4 separate regions of the Mus musculus genome follow, and regions 1, 3 and 4 are each linked to region 2. The links are chromatin contacts, called in public HiChIP or PLAC-seq and promoter capture Hi-C maps. All regions are on one chromosome and are shown on one strand. Each heading gives the region's core, a stretch centred on a gene start, on an enhancer-like site or on the middle of the called end of the contact. The rest is flanking DNA. Distances are from core to core; before and after follow the strand shown.

Evidence for each region. Promoter capture Hi-C pulls out the DNA fragments that hold promoters and counts their contacts. HiChIP or PLAC-seq counts read pairs in DNA pulled down with a chosen protein or histone mark.
Region 1: a FOXA1 HiChIP or PLAC-seq map of pancreatic cancer cells shows a contact between it and region 2. The contact joins the promoter of Hif1an here to the promoter of Fbxw4 in region 2. A contact is called at or near these places in 3 of 39 promoter capture datasets (hippocampal neurons and liver) and 1 of 115 datasets of contacts at active chromatin or transcription factors (pancreatic cancer cells).
Region 3: a promoter capture Hi-C map of liver shows a contact between it and region 2, with 3 times the contacts expected there. The contact joins the promoter of Chuk here to the promoter of Fbxw4 in region 2. A contact is called at or near these places in 2 of 39 promoter capture datasets (hippocampal neurons and liver).
Region 4: a FOXA1 HiChIP or PLAC-seq map of pancreatic cancer cells shows a contact between it and region 2. The contact joins the promoter of Scd2 here to the promoter of Fbxw4 in region 2. A contact is called at or near these places in 1 of 39 promoter capture datasets (liver) and 1 of 115 datasets of contacts at active chromatin or transcription factors (pancreatic cancer cells).

The regions. Positions count from the first base shown.
Region 1 is chr19:44,561,395-44,564,556 of GRCm38.p6, forward strand. It overlaps Hif1an (hypoxia-inducible factor 1, alpha subunit inhibitor), which reads left to right and starts at 1,460. Exons shown (of 8, transcript NM_176958.3): 1 at 1,460-1,660; 2 at 1,896-2,146. The coding sequence starts at 1,484.
Region 2 is chr19:45,658,580-45,661,607 of GRCm38.p6, forward strand. Fbxw4 (F-box and WD-40 domain protein 4) reads right to left here and starts at 1,614. Exons shown (of 9, transcript NM_013907.2): 1 at 1,197-1,614. The coding sequence starts at 1,450.
Region 3 is chr19:44,105,973-44,108,813 of GRCm38.p6, forward strand. Chuk (conserved helix-loop-helix ubiquitous kinase) reads right to left here and starts at 1,505. Exons shown (of 21, transcript NM_007700.2): 1 at 1,316-1,505. The coding sequence starts at 1,420. It overlaps Cwf19l1 (CWF19-like 1, cell cycle control (S. pombe)), which reads right to left. Exons shown (of 14, transcript NM_001081077.1): 14 at 2,665-2,841.
Region 4 is chr19:44,292,189-44,295,251 of GRCm38.p6, forward strand. It overlaps Scd2 (stearoyl-Coenzyme A desaturase 2), which reads left to right and starts at 1,488. Exons shown (of 6, transcript NM_009128.2): 1 at 1,488-2,223; 2 at 2,716-2,998. The coding sequence starts at 2,200.

The sequences.
Region 1 (3,162 bases), core at 210-2,709, 1.1 Mb before region 2:
AGCTCAGGGTCTCACCAGTGTGAAACCAAGGCCTATGCCATGACATCTGAGGCTCTGAATCCTTTTATAAGCATAGCAGTTATTGGTCAAATTCAATTACTTGAATTTATAGGGCTACACTTCCCATATTTTTGTTGGCTATTAGCCAATAGTCTTTCTCAGCTTGTAAAGAATTCACTTGTCATTTTCTGAAATATATGCATATATATGTGTGTGTGTATATGAATATACATATATATTCAAGGCAAACCAGAGAGCATGTATTATGGATTCAAATCCCCAAGCCTTTTGTCTCTAACTAATGTTTCCAGATTTAAAGGGCTAGAGAGATAATGTCTGCCCTACTCAAGATAAGTCTCCATTTTGATGACCTCAAATTTGACTGGTTAGGGACTTTGACTACATATTTGCCATATAATGTTACCTAACTACAGGGACACCACCCTGTCATAGATGCAGTTCCTACTGTCATTTTAAGGGGAGAGACTTAAATAGGATATGTACACCATGGGATGACAATCTTGGCCTCCTGTAGGTATTCATTAGAATGGTCCAGTAAGGGCTGGCGAGACTGCTCAGCGGGTAAGAGCACTGACTGCTCTTCCAAAGTTCCTGAGTTCAAATCCCAGCAACCACCCATAGTGAGATCTGACGCTGTCTTCTGGTGCATCTGAAGTCAGCTACAGTGTACTTATGTATAATATTAAATAAATCTTTTAAAAAAAAAGAATAGTCTAGTAAGCAAACAAAACAATTAATACCTTCTCTTATAACCAGTATGTATTGTTGGAAAATGTGAATATCTGTGGTTGCATAACATTGGTCTCATTGCAAGATTAGATTTAAGTAGGTGAGATAGTGCTATATGCAGAAAAATCAAATAATACTGAACAAAAATGGATTTTATATTACTTTTTTTTTTTTTTAAAGGGATGGTGGTTTGCTGTGTTATTCAGACTGGCTCTGAACTCTTGGATTCAAGTGGTCTTCCTGCTTCAGCGTCTGGAGTAATTGGAACTATAAGCCCTTGATCTTCTCTAGATTCTGAATGAATTCAGTTTGTCCTTAATCATCTGTCTAAGCCTTCAGGACAGCTTTACCCAAGGTCTATGTGCTAACTGATTTTTCTAGTGATTTCTTAAGTGGATCTAAGCGTTGGCTTCTCTCCCCACCCGAGAGAGTAAAGCTTAAAGCTTAATTACACTTGCCTCCGTCTTTGCCTCTGTAGGCTTGAACATAGGGAGGCAGCAATATTTCGTGGGCTTGTTTGTCCCTTTTCTAAGGAACTAAGCGAGTCGGCCTTATGGAGCCTAGACTGTAGTCCTGCAGGTCACCGCTAGGGAGCGCTCCTTCAACCTAGGCGCCCACCTACTTAAAAGGTCTCGATCGGTTTCTCTTGCAGTCCATCTCTATGGTGTTCGTTGTTGTTGCTTCCGGAAAGGGCGGAGCTTTCACTTCCGGCGGGGCCGTCCCTAGAGTAGAGATGGCGGCGACGGCAGCCGAGGTTGCGGCCTCTGGCTCTGGAGAGGCCCGGGAAGAAGCCGAAGCTCCGGGTCCCGCCTGGGATGAGTCCCAGCTACGAAGTTACAGCTTTCCGACCAGGCCCATCCCACGTCTGAGCCAGAGTGACCCTCGGGCGGAAGAGCTCATCGAAAATGAGGTGGGGGGCGGGGCTGCTGCTGAAGGGGGTGGAGGAAGGGACCCGGTTAGCGGAGAGGTGGCACACTGATCAGATTGTGGACAGAGGCTTGAGAGGCGGGAAAGGGAGATGCTACGTCAGGAGAGAGTGACAGGAGACACTGTTGTGAATTTGACAAGTACAGATATCGTCGAGAAGAACATATTAGCGCCTTGGAATTACTTCATTGATTTTTTTTTTTGATGTTTTTGCTTAGGAGCCAGTGGTGCTGACCGACACAAACCTTGTGTATCCTGCACTGAAGTGGGACCTCGAATACCTGCAAGAGAATATTGGCAACGGAGATTTCTCTGTGTACAGTGCCAGCACCCATAAGTTCTTATACTATGATGAGAAGAAGATGGGCAATTTCCAGAACTTTAAGCCAAGGTCCAACAGGGAGGAAATTAAATTTCATGAGTTCGTTGAGAAACTACAAGCTATACAGCAGCGCGGGGGAGAAGAGCGGTAAGTTGCCCCGTCAGTAGAACCAGGGCATCCGCTTTCCTGTACTTGTTTGAAGGTGTGGTGGAGTTGGGTAAGAAGAGATTGGCACCTCCAAGCCTCTGGGTTCCACGAGTGAATATTCTGCTCTGCGCTTTGAGTTCTTGATGGTTCTTTTTAGCTTAGTGGATGAGGGCAGCATTAGCCTTGAACTGTGAGTCCAATTTCCTGTCTTTGGTAGTTAGAGTGACAGTTGTTTTGCAGGGTCAGTCAGACGAAAGAAAGGCTTTGACCGTGCCTATGTGGAACTTATACTAGCCTGATAGCATATGTCCAGTTAAATCATTGTGCGGTTCTGTTTGGGAGGGCTGTCCCAGGGTTCGAAAATTTCAAGCTCAAAATGGAAGATTTTTACTTAAGATCTTTTGATTTCTTGAAAAAAAAAAAAAGATTGTGTTTTATGTGTGCAGGTGTTTGTATTTAGTTGCTATTGTTTTGGGGGGGGCGGGGCAGGGACTCACTCTGGAGCTCTTAACTGGACTGGCTGGAACTTGCCATATAGACTAGGCTTGCCTCAAACTCGATAAGATCCTCTTGCCTCTGCCTTGAGTGCTGAGATTAAAGTGTTTACCTGTTTGCCTTGCACACCATGTGTATTTAATGCCTGTAGAGGGCAGAAGGCATTCCATTCTCTGCAAAGGAGTTACAAATAGTTGTTAACTGCCAAGTGGGTCCTGGGAACCGAGCCATGTGGGTCCCAGTCTCCTACTGCAGCTGTTACCCGATGAACCATCTCTGCAGCCCTTTTGACATTTAAAGCGCGCACGCGCGCGCGCGCACACACACACACACACACACACACACGCACACGCATGTGCACAGAGTAAGGCAATAATTGCTTGTTGGATTTAGCCCTGAAATTGACAGTCTTGATTCTCAAATACTTTTCTGGCTAGGGACAAAAAGTTGAGCCGTCCTTTATGATTTGGGTTGGGGGTATCAGGATCCTCTAGCTTTGGGAAGGTCAGAACACATTGCTT
Region 2 (3,028 bases), core at 364-2,863:
AAATATTTATCCTGGCTAGCGCAGAGCGATACAAAATAACAGAGCTTTGGCTACTATCACTCACCCACTAAAGATGTGGTTTAATTCTCTCATCAAACCGGCTCACTCATTCTTTGCTGGTATACTGTGACCTCTGCCCATCAAAACCTTTAATCCAATAGTGGCTACCTTGAAATTTTTATTCTAAGGAGTTAATTCAAGACAAATTATGTCATGGCGTATGACATACCTCCAAATCTATTACATCATTCATTAAGCATTCATTCTGTTAGGATGGGGAAGTGGGGTGGGGGGTGGGGGGTAGTAGGGTTAGGGGGTGTGCAACTGAAAAACTTTTAAAATGGAAATAGGAGTGCATCAAATGATCATTTCTTACGGTTTTTTAAAACTTTATTATATTCGCATATGTTACAACAAAGCAAGAGCAGGGTGCAGTCTGAAAGCGTTTATCCTGACCAGTTCTGTGACTGTCATACACGCTCTCCCCTTCCTGTTTAACAGCCTGAGTGTTTTAGGAATGGTTTGCATCCACGGGTCTCAGATATTACTAGGTCAAACTGCCTATCTTGGATACCGCCTACCCCAAATCCAACTTGATGCCTCACACAGACATCTTTTGTGGGTCCTTCCACCTGAATTAAGTCCTAAAATAGGTTGACAATGGAACTGAAAGGTTTTTTTGTTTGTTTTTGTTTTTGTTTTTTTAAGGTTCTGAGCCCTTTTCTGCACATTTAATTTGATCTGAGCCCTGAAACCTAACAACCTTTGAGAGGGTGGGCAGGACGAAAGGCCACAAAAACCACGTTGGTGGACCTGGGCCTGGGCCCTAGAACCAGCAGGAGTCACCCTTCAGGTCCTGTCTGTCGCACAGGACACAGGGCAAGGAACCCAGGGAGCCAAACCTTTGGGAATACTCATTTTAGGATGGCTAACTGTGAGTAGCCGCCCACGGGGGAGGGTGCCGACTGAGGAATGCTCTCCGGAAGTTTCCTCGGGTTGGGGAATCTTGAAGAGGGGTGACACCAGTATTCCTCGAGGGTGCTGGGGGAGGGGAGAGGGAGGGGGTGGGGGGCAAGTCTGGGCTTCAGTATTCCGGGTGCCACACGGTCCCGAGCCGACCAGGCCTCGGCGCCCCGCCCTTTCCCAGGACGCTGGCCGGCCCGGGGCGGGGAGCGGGCGGGCGAGCGGGCGCTTACAGGTCGGTGCCGAGCCGCGTGAAGCCGGTGTTGAGCGAGGCCCGGGCTATCGGGCGCCAGAGCAGGTCGCAGCTGGTGAAGCGCCGCAGCCAGCGGCAGACTTGGGCCAGGCGGCCGAGGGCCCGCGTGTCGAGGTAGGAGCAGATGAGCAGCAGCAGCTCCTCCGGCAGGCGCCAGAGCGCGGGCCCCGCGGCCGGACGGGTGGCCGGCTCCACGGCCGCCGCTGCGGCATCCTCCGCCGCGTCCTCCGCCATGGCCGTCCGGGTTCCCGGGATGCCGCCGCACGCCTGAGGTCCCTGCTCCTGTCCTCTCTCCAGGCTGTCGTCCTCCCGCCGCCCGGCCCCGACCCTCCGCTCCTCCTTCCCCGGCTCTGCGCTGCCCTCATCCCGCTTCCCGGAGCTTCTCGGCCTTTCCTCCTCGCCTCCCTCGCCTTCCTGTCCCCGGCCTGCCTCAGCCGCCGGCCCCGCTGCCTTCCTCTCCGGCTGCAGGCCCGGCTTTCCTTCCGCCCCGCTTCCTCTTCCGCCGTGCCCGGTACCTGCTTTCCCCTTCCCTTTCCCTTTCCCTTGCTTTCCCCGCGCGACCCTCGCCTCCTGCAGTTTCCTCGCCTCCCCGCCCTCGCCTTCCCTGGGCCCGCGGTTCCCGGGGGGACCCGAGCGGCCCTGGCTGCTCATGAGCGGCCGCGGGGCCGGCTCGACGCACAGCCGAAGACGCCACCGCCTCCTCGAGAGGAGGCGACACCACGTCGGACCGGGTCACATGGGGCGGCGCGGGCCCAAGCCGAGACCCGCCCCTCACGCCTGTATTTCGGGGTGCGAACCCCAACCTGGTCACTGACATCCCCATCTTCTGGAGCACCAGGAACATCTAGTTGAAGCGTGTGTCTTCAAGACCGGATGGAGAAAGCGAGCTTGATGGCTCTCGTCTGTGATCCCGGCATGAGGCTAAGGCAGGAGGATGGCCATGAGTTCAAGGCCGGCCTGGCCTACAGAGCAAGAGACTGTCCAAATTAAAAAGACAGAGACAGACAGACAGACAGATTGCTGAAAGGTTCACAGAAAACTCCCACCTACGTCACAAGAGGAGCCTGTGGCTTCAGGAACTATCAAAGTTGAGCCTCTGCCCTCAAGGGGCCTTTTGGTCCCATGAGGCTTCCTCTTCCCCAGGTTGATGCCTTCTTTCCACAAGCCACAAACCAGATTCTTAAAAAAATGCAAGCCAGACGTTAGAAAGTTCCATTGCCCTTGGTCTCACGAAGGATGTCAACCAAGGTCCTGTAGGTTGTCCCAGTATGATTCGACAACAATGAGGGAGGTAAAACCAACCTTCTAGATCCTGAGTCCGCAGCTCCCAAACGAAGCAGCACGTGGCCAAGCAGGGGTTTTTTAGTAGCCGTTACATAGGCAGAGCTGAATCTACAAGATTACTAGGGATCCGTTTCCCATACCACCCACTGGATCCACCTGAACCAATCTAAGCTTCAGAAGTACAGATCGATGCTGTCCCATTGGATCTGTGGGGCCACTTTAATCACATGTGGCTTCTTTCTGTGTGTGTGAAAGGCAGGGTCTCCAGGTCTGAGCGTGCTGTAAGCATAAGTGAGGTACACAGCTGATTTTGAAGAGCTAGACAGGAAAAAGAATGTGAGATGTCTTACATAATTCTAAACTACATGTTAATTATTAGTAGTCTGGACATACTGAACTGAATTCAGTATATTTCGTATAATTGTTAGAAATCTTTGTATTCCGTGTTATTTCTCTATTAGACAGCACTTAGGAAGTAAGACTTAGGAGAGCCAGGCGTGGTAGAACATGCTAATAGTCCCAGAGCTG
Region 3 (2,841 bases), core at 255-2,754, 1.6 Mb before region 2:
AATCCTCCTGCCTCAGAACCCTTGATACTAGGATTACAAGAGGATGCCACCATGCCCACCCCCTCTCTGAAACGGAAAGCTCCTTCAGAGTAGAACATATTATTCTTGTTGATTTGGGTACCATCAGCGCCTGATATAGCAATCAACTAAATCATTTCATGTCCTGTAATTGGCTTACTGTTTTTCTAATTAAAACGTATTCCTCATATATGATGTTCCAGAACACCATTTTTATCTTACTGCTCCTTTTATAAAAGTCCAAGTAATGAGGGTTGCCATAACTTGACAGTGGAGAGCTATCAGCGGAATTACAGTACCTATCTTGTACTTCCTAACGTCTCTGTTACCATCTGACTCAACTCTCAAGCAGGCCCAGAATGTATGTATATTCTTCTAAATATTTTACAGTCAACAAATCCTATACTACAATGATTGGTGTTCAAGATCTATTCCTTACACCCTTCAGGAAAGCAAAACCCTCACTAATAATGCACTGGCTTGTATTGATATGATTTTTTTTTCCGGAGAAAAGATGCGTTTTACTGACTTTTCAAAAGACCCACAACTCAAACATGATTAACTAGGGCTGAGGCTGTAACCCAACGGTAGACCATTTGCCTAGCATGTGCAAGGTCCTGTGTTCCACCCCGAACATTAACAACAACACGTTAAAGTAAGAAAAGTGACTGTTAGTTTGAAAACCTTTTAAGGACAGGAATAACTGCTGTTGTAACGGTTACATGTTCTTCGATAAATCAAAACAAATTTCCTGAGCCTGATCTTAGCTGTCTTCTGCAGAACAAACCCCTCTATTTTCTTTCCTCCGAAGCAAGGATCGATTTCATCATCTTACCCTCACCCTGGTTTTTACCTGAAACGCTCCAATTCCAAAGTCTGTCAATGTTTCCCAAGGGTCAACTCTGGACACACCCGTAAGGTTTCTCGTCTAGTCCAGTCTCCAGTGGATCACACCGCTCGCTCCCGAGGGAGTGTGAGCAGGCACACGGAGACACACACAACACACATACACAAAACACACAACACGCATCGGCACTCGACTTTGTACAGACTCCTCATCACCACACACAGCTGCAACAGCTGCCTGTCACTCACTGCCCGGGGACCTCCGACACACCTGGACCGCGGCCACCCAGGCTCACAAGCGCAGGATGCTCCATCGCTCGCCCTCGCTCACTGCCCCAGCCCCCAGCCCCGTCCAGGGTCGCGACCACCACTCCTCCCACCTTGACTGACAGCTCGGGTCCCAGGGACGCCCAGACAGAGCCCGCGCCACGGCTCCCGCCCCCCGCCTCACCCGGTGCTGGTACAGACTGACGTTCCCGAAACCGCCGGTGCCAAGCCGTTCCCGCATCTCCCAGGGGCCGCCCGCGCCCGGCCGCAGCCCCGGGGGCCGCTCCATGGGGCGGGAGCGCCAGCCGCCTCAGGCAACGCCGCCGGTCTAAGGCCGGTTCCGGGCCGCCGAGGCTTGCGGAGTCCTCCGTCTCGCGAGACTGCGTCACTTCCGCTAGCTTCCGCATGCAGAGTCCCGCCCCGAGCTCCTGGAATCACCCTGGGATTGGTGCTGCCGGAAACTGGGCACCAGCGGCTTGCCCTGGGCAACTTCCAACCTGCGAGGACCATCGTGCGTGCGGTTCCTATTTATTTTATTTTTGTTTGTATAGATATTTTTTAATTAGTTCTTTGAAGGTTTCATACAACGTGTTTTTATTTAAAATAGATCTCTCTCCAAACTCTAAAATCCACATTGTCCCTACCTCATTCACATTTCATCTTTTTGAGAGCCCTGCCCTCTGCCCCTCGAATCCTACCACACTCGCCGGTCGGCACCGGTTAAGGCCACCATAAGTATTAAAGAAAACTGCGCTAACCGCCCTGTTGATTCATTAGCCTTGTAAATCAGAATCTCTCCATAATCCCAAACCAACCAAGGATGTGACTTATTCCAGAGTGAAAACTCTTCTTCGCGACTTCGTGAGTCTCCCTACCGACCTTACTGTTTATCAGCCTTGTTCTCTCCGACTTGAGTTGGAATTGTTTCTGAGGTGCACCACAGGGCTATAAAGACAAGCCTGGAGGAGCTCTCGGTCCAGAGAGGCATACTTCTGAGTGGTGGGCTGCACAGGGAAAGCCAACCCACCTAGCCATTTGAGTGGGTTATCCACTTCATGGACTCTAGGTGTCCTGTTCTGAGACAGGATCTCAATACAGTCCAGCCTGGACTAGAACGTATTTCTCCGTCTTTCCAAGACTGGGATTACAAGCTTGTACCGGGCTGAAGCTAGCGATGCTAATAACTCAAAAGTGTAAGAGTCAGCATAAAATCAAATTCTCAACGTCAGCATGCAATTCGATGTTGTGGGTCACTAATAGTGAGTGGTATTCGATAAACTGGTTTCTATTATTTTCATATCTTTCATGGAATTGGAATATTAAACTTGAAGGTAATAGAAATGAGGCTCTGAGAGAGCATCTTTAGAGCAGAGGAGACGGTCATGTAACAGGATGAAACCTCATTTGCTGTGTATGGTAGAGCCAGGAGTGACAGGTGGGATGCAGTTTCATAATTTGTACTCGAGGGATGCTGAAAACTCCAGCCAAGATAATTCTGTCTAAATTACTCAAACTGGTTTCTACAGTGAGTTTGCTTTTTAAATATTCTATAATTAAAATGCAACTCAAGGTTTATTGCTATAGCCCTGTTTGACTTGGAACTCATTATGTAGACCAGGCTGGCCTTAAAACTCACTGGTCTGCCTGCAGAATGCTAAGATTAAAGACCTGGCCTTTTAATTTTTTTAACTGTAAAATGGTTCCTGTCAG
Region 4 (3,063 bases), core at 238-2,737, 1.4 Mb before region 2:
TTTGGAGAGGCGGTTCAGCCATTAAGAGCATTTGCTGTTCTTTCAGAGCACCAGAGTTGGATTCTCAGTTCCCACACAGACTGCTCAACTCCAGTTCCTGGGAACCTGCCACCTCTAGCATTCTCAAGTACCTTCACACATGTGTGCATATGCACACACACACACACATGTCCGTATAATTACAAGTAATACTAAATCTTTTTGTTTGTTTTTAAAGAGAAACCCCAGAGACAAAGCTCACCCCTTCCCCATTGAACACAGAGATGGCCACCTAAGAATCAAAGGCCCATTCTTGGCAGAATCAAACTGCTGGGGCTTTGCTATAGATACCCAGCCCCCAGAACCGTGAGGAGCCAGTATCTGTTGTAAAGGCCTCACAGTCTAAGGGAGTTTGTTTTTAACAGCCAAGGACAAAGGACAAACCCACAGCTAGTAAAAGATCAGACATCACGCAGACAACCCAGGGGGAAGTGACATCTCCAGATAACTTCACACAGTACCTCTGAGCCTCCGCCAGCCATTTGCTGAGGACACCTGGTCTTGTTCAGCATTCTTGGCTATGGTCAGTGAGCCAGGCCTGCAATGGAGGTGTCTGGTCACAAGCCAGAGAGTTGGCAAGCCCCTGAGACCAGAAGGCAAGAGGTCTGGTTTGGTCTCAGGAAATGCCTGGCATCTCTCTTCTTGAGAAGACAAGATGTCTATCAACCCCTTTTCCTAGAGGTGGGAGATACAGTAATGGGGTGACCTGGATACAGAAGGTACTCTGTGAATGCACCGCCTGCATAGGCTACAAGTTCTATCTCTTGAAAGAGTTAACACAGGCCCCAGAGAAGATGGGGCAGCGAGGGAGGTGTGTTAGGTCAGAGCACCCAAGGTTCAAGGGTCATAGGGTCCTCTGAGGAGTGGCTTGAAAGCGTTTCAGCACAGCTAGCTCCTCCCCTTGCCGGCTGAACAGTTTATCCCATCTCCGTATGTCCCTATGTCCCCTTCTTCCTGCTTAGAGTGGAAGAACAGGGCTACCCACTGAGCGGTCACAGAGAACCTTGCAGTAATAATTTAATACCCACTCTCTGTTCCTACTCCACATACATAAGGCTCCCTCGGCTAGATGCTTTTCGGCGGTTTTCAGATAGCAAACTGCAAACTTTCAACAAAAGAGTCTCCTAAAGGTGCCACATGTATTCGCAAGGCGTGAGGTGGGAAGTGGGGGGTGAGGGGTGGGATTGAGATACTGCTGACTGACCTTGGCTGTGCTCTCGGAGTGTGCACAGTGACCATGGTGACCCAGACCAGTGTGAATGGGCAAGCCACAGATCTATGAAAACTTGATTACAGTACCAGAGCTCCGAGTTATTATCTGGTAAGCATCCTGGAGCTGGTGGGCAAGGCTGAGCCATTGTTCCAAAAGGGACTACAGAGGCGCCTGTTGGGGAGGGAGGCCCCTCTCAGCTTTGCTCTCTGTTGGTGGTAGCCATTTCCCCTCCCACGCGCCTCTGGAAATGCAAAGACCGGATGGAGTTGCAAGTGGTCGGCGCTCTAGTGGCTTTCCCACTTTATGTACCTCTCCGCGTCTTCCTGCCCCGGTAGCCAACCCCCACTGCTAGATTGGGTCTTCTCTTCCAGAGAAAGCGCTGAAGCGCCCCCGTGGCAGGGTGGGGGCTGGGTGGAGGACCAGCGGGGGATGGGTGAGAAGCCAGGAGCAGAAAAAGAAGGGAGGAGGGGGGGGCGGAGCTGGAGGCAGAGGGAACAGCAGATTGTGCAGAGCCAATGAGAGCAGCAGGACGAGGTGGTACCAAATTCCCATCGGCCAATGACTAGCCAGAGTTTACGAAGGCCTCATTAGCATCGCCCCCCTCCGCTTGGCTAGGGATGGGACAATGCGGTGTTGGTGTCTGCAGTATTCTGACTCCTGGACACCGGTGGCTGCAAGCTGCGATTTTGGCGTCCTCTCATTTTCTATCCTTATCTCCGCCCGCGGCTGCCCTGGCCAGCCAGTTTTTGATTTTTTATCTGGTCATTGATCAATATAACGAACCTAAGGATATACAGGACATTAATACCCCACTGCCAGCTCTGGCCCAGAGCTTGTACCGCGCAGCGGGCTGCAGAAACTTAGTCATAGCACCCTTTGTCGCTGAGGTCTGAAGCTCGCTGCACGTTCTCATCCCTGGGAACGTGACCCCAGCATCCGACGCCAAGATGCCGGCCCACATACTGCAAGAGGTGAGCTTACACCCCACCCCCCACCCCCTCCTCAGGTTGGCGGTTGCAGATTGGACTTCTAGGTGGGTGGCTGTTGAGGGTTGGAGAGAGTTCAGAGCAGCTGGGAGCATTTAGCCATCATTTCCGAATTGCTCAACCTTGATAGATTGTTTCTGGACCGGGTGATAACCGGATTTTTACTCAGTACAGTTGATTGTCCCAACTTGTGTTTCTTAAAGTAAAACCTGACCTCTTTTCGATATGCGCAGATTTTCCTTTGTGAGTTGCTAAGGGTGCTGCTAATAAAGCGTCCTTTCCTGCCCCTTCATCATAAGGCTTATTCCCGATGGCCTGCACATTTCCGTGTTCCATTGGTGCGCTCTACAGTCATGCAACCTTGGCACTGGGGTATGGCCGTTATTGCATCTCTCCCGCAGTTATATTAGAGGGAAAGTAACCCCTGCTGCCCCCACGCGTCTGCAGTCCCTAATTCTCCACCCCCTCTCATTGCAGATCTCTGGCGCTTACTCAGCCACCACCACAATCACAGCGCCACCTTCTGGGGGACAGCAGAATGGAGGCGAGAAGTTTGAAAAGAGTTCTCACCACTGGGGAGCAGATGTTCGCCCTGAACTAAAAGATGATCTATATGACCCCACCTATCAGGATGATGAGGGGCCCCCGCCCAAGCTGGAGTACGTCTGGAGGAACATCATTCTCATGGCCCTGCTGCATTTGGGAGCCTTGTACGGGATCACACTGGTTCCCTCCTGCAAGCTCTACACCTGTCTCTTCGGTGAGCAGCACCCCTTGTCTTGGGCCAATACTTCAGATTTCTCCTTGATCTTTAAAGAGGTGGCC